Regions from separate parts of the Zea mays genome. Here regions 1 and 2 are each linked to region 3. A link is a contact called in public Hi-C data. All regions are on one chromosome and are shown on one strand. Each heading gives the region's core, a stretch centred on a gene start, on an enhancer-like site or on the middle of the called end of the contact. The rest is flanking DNA. Distances are from core to core; before and after follow the strand shown.

Region 1 (4,853 bases), core at 668-3,167, 170 kb after region 3:
TTGAGTTGAAAATGAACTCACCGTGAAAAGCACAGATCCAACAATTGTAGTAAGAGCAACCACATATTCAGGGAAGGTAGCACGCATTGTCCAAGTTGTTTGCGAGTTAGCCGGTGCAGTAGAAGCCGCACACTGAAAACACAAGACAGAGGTCAGTTGCAACTAGTCAACAAATCTCTAGGCCTAATTGTTGGATAAAGTGGGGAAGTAGAGAACTAAGGATACTGACAAATTGATGGAGTCAGAGACTAGTGCTCATTCGGCGAAAACATAAAGACAGCAGAAAGAGACTAAAAGTCATCGACAAAGAAAATGGTAATTTCATATTTCAATGACTAACCTGACGAGTCAATGGACTAAAGCAAGGCTGGCCACTTGAGAATCCAGAAAATGAGTTTGGAAATGTCTGGACCGATGAAGATAGGTGCCTCACAGTGAAGTCCACTTTACCAACAAGTCCTGAAGTGCCAAATGGAGATGGAATCAGCCTACTTAGGTAAACACACACACACACCATCACAAGACTGAAAAGGCTTGATATTGCTGGAACTTAGGAACTCAATGATATCCGGTGATCACTTGATGACATAAATTTTTAGCCATAACCATCTCATGTTGTTAATGATCAGTAATTTGAGCAATAGGATCTGTATTAAAGGTAAAAGTAAGGTTACTATCAGGGCAACCCATCCTATACAATTGTAGCTGTCAAAGAAACAGTACATTTTTATCTCATTAGTCATATGACTGTAACACAAGAGGCAAACTATTTTTTTGTTGTGTAAACGAATGCCTATGTAATCTCACAACACATATACACAGCAGAAAGAAATACTCCCTCCGTTTTTTAAATTTGTCGTGTTTTAGTTCAAAAATGAACTAGCGGGCGACAAATACTCGATCGAGAACGGAGGGAGTACAAACTAAGCTCACAAAATCCTTGAGAGGAAGGGTACAGAATTCCAGATCTGAGCAGTTGTGTGGGTGGGGGTGGGGGGCAGAGCTCAAAATTGTCGTGTCGATTCGAACCCAAATGCAACACTGGAACCCACGACAAGGTTCGGGCAACAGATGCCACTTTTTTTAACTGAACTACACTAAAATGGTAGTAGTATTCAGAATCTCACTCCAATCCTGTAGAAATCATAAGAGCATCCTGAGTGGGGGTGAGAGAGGAATGGGGGAAGCATGGATTGATCCGCGCGCACCGTATAGAATGCCGAGGACGAGGCCGCACACCACCGCGGACGCGACGACCCAGATGAGCGCAGTCCTGAGCCTCTTCCCGACGGACCTGCAGGGAAGGCAGATCCAAATCAGCAGCGGGAATGAAGAAGAACGGATGGAAACGCAGGCAAGGGGGGAGGGGGGAAGCGGCGAGGGGGGAAGTTACTTGTCCTGGTCGCCCTCGTAGTAGAACATGGCGAAGGGGATGACGAGGAAGACGAGGACGGCGTCTACGATGTAGACGACGAGCCAGAGCGTCCTCATGGGGAGCGTGAGACTGCAGGCGCCGTTGTAGACGGCCTTGCGGCAGGCCTGGCGATTGGCGACGTCGGCAGGGAGCATGAGGATTGAGAGGACGGCGACGGTGAGGCCGAGCACGACGACGAGCTTGGGGAAGTAGGCCTGGTTGACGTCGTCGGGGTGCTGGTAGTTGACGAGCAGGTAGACGCTGACGAGCAGCACCAGCACGCTGACCACCGCCGCCACGATCACCAGCGCGACGTTGAAGTCCCCCATCGGGGTGGCCGCCGCCGGATCTCGCGCCCTTCCTCCTAGTCTCCAACTCCCACTAGGGTTTGGGCAGTCCCCCTCGCTCCGGCGGCGCCAGCGGCGCGGGGGGAGGGGAGCACCACCGGCGAGCGGGATCTGGGCAGGACGGCAGCGGTGGGTGCAAGAAGGGAGGCAGGTAGCTGCGGGCTACCAGCAGCGCGTGAGGGTAGAGGTGGGGTGCGGTGGGTAGTGGGTTGACGACGTCGAGGGGGGAAAGGGACGGGGGCGACTGGGAGAGGCAGAGGAAGGAGGCTGGAGGCCAACAGCGTGGGCTAGGCTGGCGCCGGCTCGGGCGGTTTGGTCGGGGTGGGGGCGGCTTTGGTTGGGTTCTCTTTTCGGCGGGCGGAGTGTTTTTCCTTCGGAGCGCTGTGCGTTCCGGACTCATGGGCCGAGACCGAATGGCCCACGATCAGCACTTGAAGGACGATAGCCCAACCACTGCCGAAGAGGCGCTGGCAGGCCTAATCCAACGGTTGCAGAAATTTGGTCCGTCGCTTCCTGTCCGTGGCCGTCGCTGCTGGTCTACGCCGGGACGTGAGCACGACAAGGACATCGCTGCGGTCGTCTCGTCGCTGTAGAAAAACAATCACACGCGAACACGGTGAGTATTTCTGTTACCAATTCATTTCTCCCTTTCTCCATACGAATGCAGTCGTACTTATAGACACTTACAAAGGCCGGCCCACAACGGTCTCGGTTCTAAGTGTTGAGAACCATTGATAGTCGCCTAGAGGGGGTGAATAGGGCGAAACTGAAATTTATAAATATAAACACAACTACAAGCCGGGTTAGCGTTAGAAATATAAACTAGTCCGCGAGAGAGGGTGAAAAACAAATCGCAAGCAAATGAAGAGTGTGACACGTGGATTTGTTTTACCGAGGTTCGGTTCTTGCAAACCTACTCCCCGTTGAGGAGGCCACAAAGGCCGGGTCTCTTTCAACTCTTCCCTCTCTCAAACGGTCCCTCGGACCGAGTGAGCTTCTCTTCTCAAATCAAACCGGGAACAAAACTTTCCCGCAAGGGCCACCACACACTTGGTGCCTCTTGCCTCGATTATAATGGAGTTTTGATCACAAGAACAAGTGAGAAAGAAAAGAAGCAATCCAAGCGCAAGAGCTCAAAAAGAACACGGCAAATCTCTCTCGCTAGTCACTAAAGCCTTGAGTGGAATTGGAGAGGATTTGATCTCTTTGGTGTGTCTAGAATTGAATGCCTAGCTCTTGTAAGTGGTTGAGAAGTGGAAAACTTTGATGCCATGAATGGTGGGGTGGTTGGGGTATTTATAGCCCCAACCACCAAAAGTGGCCGTTGGGAGGTTGTCTGTTCGATGGCGCACCGGACAGTCCGGTGCACACCGGACATGTCCGGTGCCCCCGCCACGTCATCACTGCCGTTGGATTCTGACCGTTGGAGCTTCTGACTTGTGGGCCCGCCTGGATGTCCGGTGCACACCGGACATGCACTGTTCCCTGTCCGGTGCGCCAGTATGGGCGACTCTGACTTCTGCGCGCGCTGCGCGCGCAATAAATGCATCGCAGGTAGCCGTTGGCGCCGGATAGCCGTTGCTTCGGAGTTGCACCGGACAGTCTGGTGCACACCGGACATGTCCGGTGAATTATAGCGGACTAGCCGTTGGAGATTCCCGAAGCTGGCGAGTTCCTGAGGCCGCTTCTCCTTGGCACACCGGACACTGTCCGGTGTACACCGGACAGTCCGGTGAATTATAGCGCGAGTGCCTCTGAAAATTCCCGAAGGTGGCGAGTTCGAGTTGGAGTCCTCTGGTGCACCGGACATGTCCGGTGGTGCACCGGACACTGTCCGGTGGCACACCGGACAGTCCGGTGCGCCAGACCAGAGGTGTCTTTGGATGACCCTTTGCTCCTTTGTTGAATCCAAAACTTGATCTTTTTATTGGCTGAGTGTGAACCTTTTACACCTGTATAATCTATACACTTGGGCAAACTAGTTAGTCCAATAATTTGTGTTGGGCAATTCAACCACCAAAATTAATTAGGGACTAGGTGTAAGCCTAATTCCCTTTCAATCTCCCCCTTTTTGGTGATTGATGCCAACACAAACCAAAGCAAATGTAGAAGTGCATAGTTGAACTAGTTTGCATAATGTAAGTGGAAAGGTTGCTTGGAATTGAGCCAATATAAATACTTACAAGATATGCATGGATTGTTTCTTATTTATAACATTTTGGACCACGCTTGCACCACAGGTTTTGTTTTTGCAAACTCTTTTGTAAATCCTTTTCAAGGTTCTTTTGCAAATAGTCAAAGGTAAATGAATAAGATTTTGTAAAGCATTTTCAAGATTTAAAATTTTCTCCCCCTGTTTCAAATGCTTTTCCTTTGACTAAAACAAAACTCCCCCTAAATGAGATCCACCTCTTAGTGTTCAAGAGGGTTTTGATATATCATTTTTGAAATACTACTTTCTCCCCCTTTTGAACACAAAAGGAAAACCAATTGATAATATTCTTTGGAAAACACGAATTTTTTGAAATTGGTGGTGGTGCGGTCCTTTTGCTTTGGGCTCATACTCTCTCCCCCTTTGGCATGAATCGCCAAAAACGGAATCATTAGAGCCCTCGAAGTACATTCTCCCTCTTTGGTCAAAACAAATGAGTGAAGATTATACCAAAGATGGAGTCCTTTTGCTTGGTGCTCATGCTTTCTCCCCCAAGAATGGAGAGTTGCTTGGAGTGACGGCGAAGGATGAGTTACGTAGTGGAAGCCTTTGTCTTTGCCGAAGACTCCAATTCCCTTTCAATATACCTATGACTTGGTTTGAAATAGACTTGAAAACACATTAGTCATAGCATAGAAAAGAGATATGATCAAAGGTACATAAATGAGCTATGTGTGCAATTTTAACAAAAGAAGTTCCTAGAATCAAGAATGTTTAGCTCATGCCTAAGTTTGTTAAAAGATTGTTCATCAAGAGGCTTGGTAAAGATATCGGCTAATTGATCTTTAGTATTAATGTAAGAAATCTCGATATCTCCCTTTTGTTGGTGATCCCTCAAAAAGTGATATCGGATGGCTATGTGTTTAGTGCGGCTATGCTC
Region 2 (4,608 bases), core at 686-3,185, 130 kb before region 3:
GGTTCGCTGCCTAACTTGCCACACTTTGGCTAACTTTTCTGCCTAAGGTTAGTTCTTCAATTCGAACGACTAACCTTGGCAAAGTGTGGCACAGTTAGCCATGAACCAAACAGGCCTATAATGTGGCACTTTTAGGCCCCATGCCCCCGCTAGATCTCAAGATGCATGCAAGGTTTTAAAGTCGTTCGACTAATCGTGATTAGTTGACCTTATCGTTAGTCCGAGCTCGATTAGGGTCTCCGACTCGACTAGAGTGACTAGGTAGCGATTAGTCGTCCTAGTCGCCAACTAATCGCGATTAGTCGTCCGACTAGGGGTTATGGTCGACTAATTATGCCTGTTCGGACCACTAATCCGACCTCTATTATGTGGACCGGCCCATGTACACCGCACAAACACTGATTTGCCCTACGCTTCTCGGCTTCTACCTGTACCAATACGAAACGCACTGTCTCGCGGGCGCCCTTCCCCAGCGCCACCACCCCTTCTCCAGCGTTGTCACCCCTTCTCCATCGTCACACCCTCCTCTCCCGCTGTCCTGTTGTGCTCTGGCGGCCCTCTGCTTGAGCAGCAACTTTGCCCCCTCTATCGCGCGGCGGCTGTAGTCTGCAGAGACCCTCCTCCAGCGCGCTCCCGTCCTCCTCTGTTGTCTGTTCAGTGGCTAAACAGACGAGTAGGCGACCACTCCTCACCTGTTTAGAATTCAGAGACCGAGATGAGCACCTCTTCAAACTGTAATTGCTTTGATATTTTGGTTGTTCAGTGTTCTCTGTTCACTTATTGAGCAGTATTGTGCCCGCCTTGGCCTCCTCTTGAGTTGCGCTTCACTTGATTGTTGTGCCACTGCAGATGAGAATAGGAGACAACATAATAATGTTGAAGCCATTTCCCCAGAATGTGTTGCCCTAGCCCCAGAACGATGGCAGTGGCACTAGTACAATTCATGCAATCCCGCAGTCCGGCTAGGCACATGGTCCTGATATAGGTGGACGACTAGGAGTCGACTAGGCTCGATTAATCGAGCAAATCAACGACTAATCGCGATTAGTCACCTTATCGATGCTCAAGCGACTAGAGTCGACTACCCGACTTTAAAACCTTGGATGCATGCACTGCCGCTGCTCACGATGTCGTCGTATGTACGGGTGCCTAAATTGTGCTCCCTACTCAGAGTTAACCTATGCAACTTCAACCAAGGCTCCTTCCATACCAAATTTCAGACAAGAGCAGACATTAACCTTTCAATACTGAACCTAATGGCCTGACACATTTGAGCACATCAAATTGACCAGCAATGCTCGTCTGTGGTGACATTTGTTCATGGCTTTTTAGCAGTCTTCTTATCATTTGTCTTTGAGCAATGTAACTAAACTGTGCGTGAGTAACAAAAAAAACTAGCCGCTGACTTGGAGGCTAACTTAAATATTAGGTGGCGAATTACAAGCTAACGTATTACAAGTTTAGGTCTGCTAGAACAAAGTTCGGGTGTTTTACTTTCCCCCCTCTACAGCTCCTACAAACTGAGTTCGATCAGCTTGATAGCAACGGAAGGCACGAGATCTCGTAACGAAAACATTTCTCTAAAACTAGACAATCTACCCAAATCTAGATCGTTACCCCTAACCCCAACATCACCGCAATCGAACGATCTGCGGCCAAACCAGCCAGATCTCGCGCGTGGGATCCCAAGTCCCAAATCCGCATGCCTAACCCCAAGACCACAAGCGCACCACGCCGGATCACTGACCGGCGGCATCGAATCGAATGGGAGGGAGGGGGAAGCTGGGCGTACAGGTTTGTGGAGGGCCCGCGGTTGCAGCAGAGGAGCGTGAAGAGGGATGCGGCGACGCCGGCGAGGACGAAGATGAGCGTCGTCGCCCAGAACCCCATGGTCGTCTTCGGCGGCCTCGGCGAGCTCCTCCGGCTGCGGCTGCTACTCGCTCCCTCTCGCTGGATCGCTCGGTCAGGGAGGGGGAGACGCGACAGAAGCTGCTACTTGCTGACAGCCACGTCACGTGCGTGCTTCTGGATCGTAAATTCGTTTACCTGCAAGTGCAAGGCTACTAAAAGCACATCTCAAATCCTATTTTAAACTTAAGTGCAAAACAGTTTTAAACTTCATTGCAAGCATAGTTAGATCCTACTTATTTGAGCTTATCGTCAGCTTCTTAGTGTAAAAAGTCAGAAACGAAAACAAATAGCTAGCTTTTTTATTTAGCTTCCCAAAAGCCAGAAGCACAAAAAAAACATAGTTTATATAGGCTAGAAGCATGATTTTATGGGCTTTCTAGAGTATTCTAAGTTTAGTCACCATAAAGTTATCATTAGCTTTTCAGAATCAAAAGTCGTGCAACATCTTTTCAAAAATAACTCTAAAAACTGCACCTTACTTTTGTTGCTCTTTATTTCTGACGCCTTATGAAAAATAAGGTAAAACTATACACAAGTGGAGCTCGAACTTTGGTTATTAACTCCATATCAGGGTTTTAAATAACCGGCTATAGTCTTCAATATACCCGCTATATCTGTTTTAGCAGGGAAAAGCTATATGTTATAGTCTCATTTAGCCCGCTATAGCCCACTATATCTTGATATAGCCCGTTATTTCCACTTTTGAGAAGCATGTCGTTAAACCCTCTATTTAAAACCATGCTTCATATTCACACCCTTCTAACCAATATACATTTTTATATTTTAATAAAACAAAATCTATCCATACAATATATATAAATCATAGCTCCACATAGACATCTCACTAGTATAACTTGTGTAGATAGTATTAGCGTCAATTAAAACGATGAGGTTTAGTACCACCAGTTCAATAAATAACATTTTCTATATTTTCTGCACACCATGTACTGAAAATTATATTCTTTTCAAAAGGTTTTAGTTAGAAATAAAATTTATATGAAATTACAGAGCCCACTTATATCCATAGCTTTGAAGCTCACAACCTTTTCTTCTAAAGCTACCTTGATTTCTAAATTGTCAATATGATGTTAAGGTTCATATTTGTACATCTAAATGTTGTATTTGATAATTTTGGCACAAAGACGGGTTAAAATGATAGGGTGATAAGCTGATATATCTTTTCATATGAATAATATGCTCTGATATAGCCTAATATAGTCTGATATATCTTGATCTCATACTCGGATACAGTATAATGTGGTTGAAGTGCCTTGATACGCTTGTCGTTGTTAATGCTATGATACATTTATCTTTTAAACTCTGGTACCTTAATGTGTATTCTGCACTTCAAACATTTGTGCTCGTTGATACATATGTATAGTGATATATACTTAGTTTTTCAAATTCATATTCTAAAACATGTCACAAAAATGCTTGCTCACGATCCTTTACTTAATAATCTTATAAGCAACAAGTGTATCTAATCATATGCATGGACTAATTTTTCATACTCTACATGATATATTGTTGGTCATTTGATCTCAAATGTTATGGGTCAAGAACAAGGCAATACAATTGTCAATCATTAAGAACCTTCGTCCTTCAAAGCATTATCTCCTTGCGGGTATAATGCTTCTCAGACAAAAGTCAAGAAGCACATACCTTCATCATATCAATGCAAGGATAGAAATGTGAAGGAATAAATATGATAATTATATCTTAATAATTTATTTATTCTTTCTTTCTATAAAACATATATGAATATCAACAATGTTAATATTACATTGATACCTTCGGCTTGCTCAAAGGCGAGGATGCGAGAGAGTGAATACAATCCAGCGTGAACAGTATGGTGCTACTGTTCATCCATTTATAGGCATGGGACGCAGCCCGAGTAAAAGTACATTTATGTCCTTGTTAACCGTCAACAATTATAATACAAAATATTAAGGACTAAATAGTCTTTGTCCTTTTTTGGTTACTGTTGCATTTGGTCTTCGTCGTCAACCCGAGCCGAAGTCCCTTGACTATAGCTTCGTCGCCCATTTTTTTGTCACCTTCAGTTTCACCTCTACTCTTGTCATAGAAGATCTCTATTCCGAAGCTGAAGCCTCCTGCAATAATCTGTGTCATACTGAAGACATACGGTTAATTACGTTTTTGAGGACCTTCGGAGGAGGAAGGCCCCAACAGTAGCCCCTCGCAGTACTAATTTGTTTCTTTGTAACAACTTTAGACTGCGACGTGAACGAAGGCATTTAGCCGAAGATCCAAAAAACACTTTCTCTTCGCTAGAATAGCGAATGACACTGACATGCAGGAACCACCAAACCGTAGGGCGCTGGGCATATAAATAGGAGCTTGCATTGAAAGCATTTTTTGTGCCATTTCAGTTGCTTACACTGTGCTTGTCATTTTAAACTTTCTTGCTTTGCCGAGTTTAATTGGATTTCAAGCTTCGGTATTTCAACGATCGTTGATTTGATGGTTGACGAGAAGAAGATTGTTGATCCGGCGCTGTCCGGGTTTTACAAAGCTATGGAAAAACCAATGCAGAGAAGATTGCACATAAGATATTAGCTGGGATATATGATGGTTCCAGTGATAGTGAAAGCTTTGATGTAGAAAGCGAGAATGAAGGAGCCGAAGATCGACCCTGGAGACCAAGTCATGTTGTCTTCGAGAAATCAACCATCA
Region 3 (4,795 bases), core at 373-2,872:
CGCACGGTAGTAGATTTTGTGTCACTGTCAGGTTATTAATTGCGCGTGCCACATTATCCGGTTGCAAGGACGATCGTCGAAAACGCATGAGTCAAATAGACAACGAATCGTCATCGCTCACCACCAGGTGACAACTACGACACGTGTATTGGAAACAGTAACCCGATTGAAACGTACATCTAGCTTCTTTGTAATTGAAATAATTAGAACGTCGTCACGGGGTCGTCGTTGTTGCTCCTTATTCGTTTCCGGATCCGTCGTAGCTCGCGAAAATGATCTTGGGTATTGGACCTTGGATTGGCTATAGATGGTTTTGGCAAGATTTTTTTAGGGATGGTGTCAAGATTTTTTTTTTGGTAGGGCTGGTATCACCCTCATAACGAATTTATCGGGAAAAAAGTTTGGTTTCCATTTCCTTTTTGCAACTTTCGAAATCCATTTTTATCGACCAAAATTTGACTTTTATATTTTTAAATTCTAACCCAAAATACACCAAAAACCGAACTGATTTTTTTATATCGCCCGGTACCGAAAACGGTAAATTTTATCGAAAACCGGTGGAGGTTCATCCCTGCACGAGAGTAAGGCCTTCACAATGCGAGCTATTTTTTATTTTAATGTCTTCTACGTTTGCTAGCTAGTTGCTATATGGAAATTGACTCGTTTCCTGTGAAATATTTTTAACGAAATTTCTATATTCAAAGAGGGGAATGGAAATGTACTATACTCCACCCAAAAATAGTATTAGTTTTAGTTATTTTTATGTCTATAATCAAATAGATGATGATAAATCTAGACATATATAAAACACATATGTTAAGTATTATATAAATCCATTAATTATCTAAAACAAATATTAATTTAAGAAAAAGAAAGTATTTTATACTATATATGTGTAACACCGAAACTATATATATAGCTACATACTATAAAGGAAACAAAAATGCCATGAAGGGAACCTGTCGTCGTCGTACGTACGAGTACGACCCATGGCCATGCACGTTTTAATTATTTTCACAATTTATTACCGTACTGCTACTATAGTGTACGTACCTAGCTTGGGTGAAATTTTAATTACGTGGCCACGTGCGTGTACGCAAGCATGCCAGGGAGAAGTGAGTGGCTGCATGCATGCTAGTTCTGCACCTCCAGCCGGCGTACGGCACCAGCACACAGTCCGGCACGGCACGTACCTCGTGGTGGCCTTTGGCGGCGGCGAGGTGGAGCGGCGAGTTGAGGCTGCTGCCGACGGCGGCGCAGCGCGCGAGCCCCGGGTTTTCCTCCAGCAGGCGGCGCACCTCCGCCGCGTCGCCGTTCCTCGCGCTGGCCGCCAGCCGCTCGCCGAGCCCCGCGCACCCCAGGGCGTTGCCCATGCGTTCCCGCCTTCCCGCCTTCCCGCGCGCGCGCGCCCCGCCGCCGCGCCGGCCGACCCTCCGACCCTGAGCAGACTACCTGCTGCTGGCCAGTTAGCTAGCTGGTAGCTCGAGTAGTTGCAACTAGCTAGCCAGTAGCTAGGATCGGAGTAGCTTGCATGGGGAGGCGTGGCGGCGGCGCGCGATCACGCTACAAAATGTGAGGTGCCGGCCGGCCGGGGCGTTGGCAAGAGCTACCTGCCTAGCTAGCTGCTGGCCTGGCGCGGCGACTCTGGCTAGCTTCTGGTGGTGGTCTTATATACGAATACGAATACGATACTGTTGAAGGTGTGATCTTTTTTTATTTAGAGATAATGGAAAAACTTTCATATATATCTAGAGGCTACAAAAAGAGACATGCATGAATGACATAGAGCCACGTAATGACGTAAATGTGAATTATTTGTACAAGATAACATGAGTTCTTGGATCAAGCTTTTACTAGATATATATATGTAAACATAAATTGAGGCAGTACGTACTTGCTAGAATAATGTAACCTTCCAACATGAACTCTATATCGGGTATATATAACAACTCTGCATGAATTCATACCAGCACTACTTAGCTAATTCACTGTATAGCATTCTGTCTGATCAATTAATTAGAAATTGTAACAGCTAACATGTCCTTTCTCTCTTTTTGTCATCACATTTATATATATGGCCCTGAGTCTGGATCCACTCAACTAACAGCTAGCCACTAGAAAATAGCTGAAGTTGGATCTAAACAGGTCTAGCTAATTATTGGGTACACATTTAGCTAACAACTAGTATCTCATCACGAGCTGCCTAGCTCAGTTAATAGGCTGATAAAGACAACCATCCCACATATCTCTAAAAGGTAAAGGGCGTTATTATAGGCAAAACCTCCAATCCATAATTTTTATCTTTTAGATAGAAGAGACCAGCTTTTTGACTTTTAAGAAACTGATAATATAATTTCTATAAACTGAGTCTAAATCATAAACTGGTATGTTTGGAACTACCATAATTTTTATAAACTAATTTATTGAAAATTGGGTACTTTTCTCGGAAAAAAATTTGGTGCTGCCGGCTGCAAACCAGAATGTTTGCAGCCCCTCACAAAAAAGAGGATAGACCCCACCTACAGGTCCACCAGATAACATTTTATTGTGTTATTGCTGCTGCGGATAGGGTTTATCCTCATTTTCTGTGAGGGGCTGCAAACATTCTGGTTTACAGCCAGCTGCACCAAATTTTCCCCTTCTCTCTCTCTCTCTATATATATATATATATAAATATATATATATATATATATATATATATATATATATATATATATATATATATATATATATATATATATATATATATATATATATATATATATATATATATATATATATATATATATATATAGGGCAGGTATAACGGGAGCTTTGGGCTTCCAATAGTTAAAGGAAGCCCAGGTCGACCACCCCTTCAAACTGGTTCAACCAGCGCGCCCAAACAGGCTGTCGGGTGCGCCACCTGCCCCACGTCTGTTAGCACAAAAAAAGGAATGCATGCATGAGTCAAACACGATCCAATGCATGCGCATAAATTTAGGAAAGATATGTGCGGCAGTTTCTGTTTTTAAAATCCTTTATTTCCTCCATAAATTTAGGATCGCTGCAACAGCCATGCAGCTAGACGCGTAAGGACCATTTTATAATATATACTGAGACTAAATATGCTACACTGTGTTAATAATTATGCAATTCGATATACTGCATAAAAATCTGTTACCAGCTGCATGCACACGAATTTATGATAAAAAATGTGCAATGAAAGGAAATGAATTACACGCATAAAAACAAAAAATCGTATTTAATGTTTTATTTCCTTCATAAATATAAGGTCCCTCCAATAGACATGCAGCTAAAACACATTAAATCTAGTTTATGACATATACTGATACAAATTATACTACATGGTGTAGGTATTTATGCAATTCGTTACACTGCGTAAAAAATCTGGCATGTTGTTCACTGGTGGATGCACCTCCGGGTTGGAGCGTAATAACCTTAAGTTTTGAGCATAAAATCCCTCAATTATAAGCGTATATACCGAGCCAATGTGAGAGGTTGATAGCTCTAGTAGGTTGTTATTACGATCCTATTTTTATGGCAGAACCGAAAAATATGGCAGTCGCATGCATGCGGTTATACAGATCCTAAAATTATGGCAAAATGCATGCATGAGTCAAACACGTTCCCTTGCATGCGCGTAAATTTAGGAAAGATATGTGTGGCGGTTTCTATTTTAAATGCTTTATTTCCTCCATAAATTTAGAATCGCTGCAACAGACATGCAACTAAAACTCGTAATGACCATTTTATGCTATATACTTATACTAAATATGCTACACTGTGTAGATAATTATGCAATTCGGTATACTGCGTAAAAATCTGCTACAGGCTGCATGCACACGAATTTATGATGGAAAGAATATGCAATGAAAGGAAATGAATTGCATGCATAGAAACAAAAAATCACATTTAATGTTTTATTTCCGTCATAAATATAGGATCTCTCCAACAGCCATGCAACTAAACGCATTAGAACTAGTTTATGATGTATACTGAAACAAATTATACTACACGGTGTAGGTATTTATGTAATTCCTTACACTGTGTAAAAAATCTGGCATGTTGTTCACTGGTGGACGCATCTCCGGGTGGAGCGTAAAAACCTTAAGTTTTGAGCATAAAATCCCTCAATTATAAGCGTAAATACCGAGTCAATTAGAGGTTGATAGCTTTAGTAGGTTGTTATTACGATCCTATTTTTATGACAGATCCGAAAAACATGGCAGCCGCATGCATGCGGTTTCTATTTTTATACAGATCCAAAAATTATGGCAAAATCATGGGAGTTTCCATTGCATGCGCGCAAATTAAGAACAGCATAAATCAAGGAATTGTCTTTCCAATGTGCATGCAGTAAACTGATATACGAATCCTGTGTTAAAGCATAAAATCATACAGTTTTTAGCGTAAATAATACATGTGGTAGGCATAAAACACAATAAACGAAAAGAAAAATGCGCCGGATCGGAGGATGTCACGCGCGATCATCGCTGCACGCATCTCGCCCATTCCGTGACGTCGCTCGCTCGAACATCGCGCCTCATGCGTCGCCGTCGCTACTCGCACGTCGACGGGCGTCGCTTGCTCGTCGGCCTTGGAAGTGCCGCCTCCTCGGGGCTTCAGGGACGCCGCCGCTTGCCCGCACAAGGGCCTCGCTGCGGATCGAGGAACCTCCGCCACCACGCGTCGAGGTAATGGAGTTGCGGCCACCGGCCTGGGATTCGTCGTCGCCGCACAAGGGCGCTGCCACCGCTCGCCCTCTGGATCGGGGGCCGCCACCGCCGGCCTG

The links. A called contact is a pair of places that touch in the nucleus more often than the background predicts.
Region 1: a Hi-C map of ear shows a contact between it and region 3, with 5 times the contacts expected there. The contact joins the promoter of LOC100191580 here to the promoter of LOC107275242 in region 3. A contact is called at or near these places in 12 of 25 Hi-C or Micro-C datasets (bundle sheath, ear, endosperm and 3 more) and 1 of 3 datasets of contacts at active chromatin or transcription factors (seedling).
Region 2: a Hi-C map of leaf shows a contact between it and region 3, with 7 times the contacts expected there. The contact joins the promoter of LOC100275277 here to the promoter of LOC107275242 in region 3. A contact is called at or near these places in 5 of 25 Hi-C or Micro-C datasets (bundle sheath, ear, leaf and 1 more).

The regions. Positions count from the first base shown.
Region 1 is chr6:72,616,002-72,620,854 of Zm-B73-REFERENCE-NAM-5.0, reverse strand. LOC100191580 reads right to left here and starts at 1,917. Exons shown (of 14, transcript NM_001137010.1): 1 at 1,394-1,917; 2 at 1,209-1,294; 3 at 341-459; 4 at 22-132. The coding sequence starts at 1,743.
Region 2 is chr6:72,923,594-72,928,201 of Zm-B73-REFERENCE-NAM-5.0, reverse strand. LOC100275277 (V-type proton ATPase subunit e1) reads right to left here and starts at 1,935. Exons shown (of 3, transcript NM_001328121.2): 1 at 1,793-1,935. The coding sequence starts at 1,890.
Region 3 is chr6:72,790,246-72,795,040 of Zm-B73-REFERENCE-NAM-5.0, reverse strand. LOC107275242 reads right to left here and starts at 1,622. Exons shown (of 5, transcript NM_001320521.1): 1 at 1,194-1,622. The coding sequence starts at 1,373.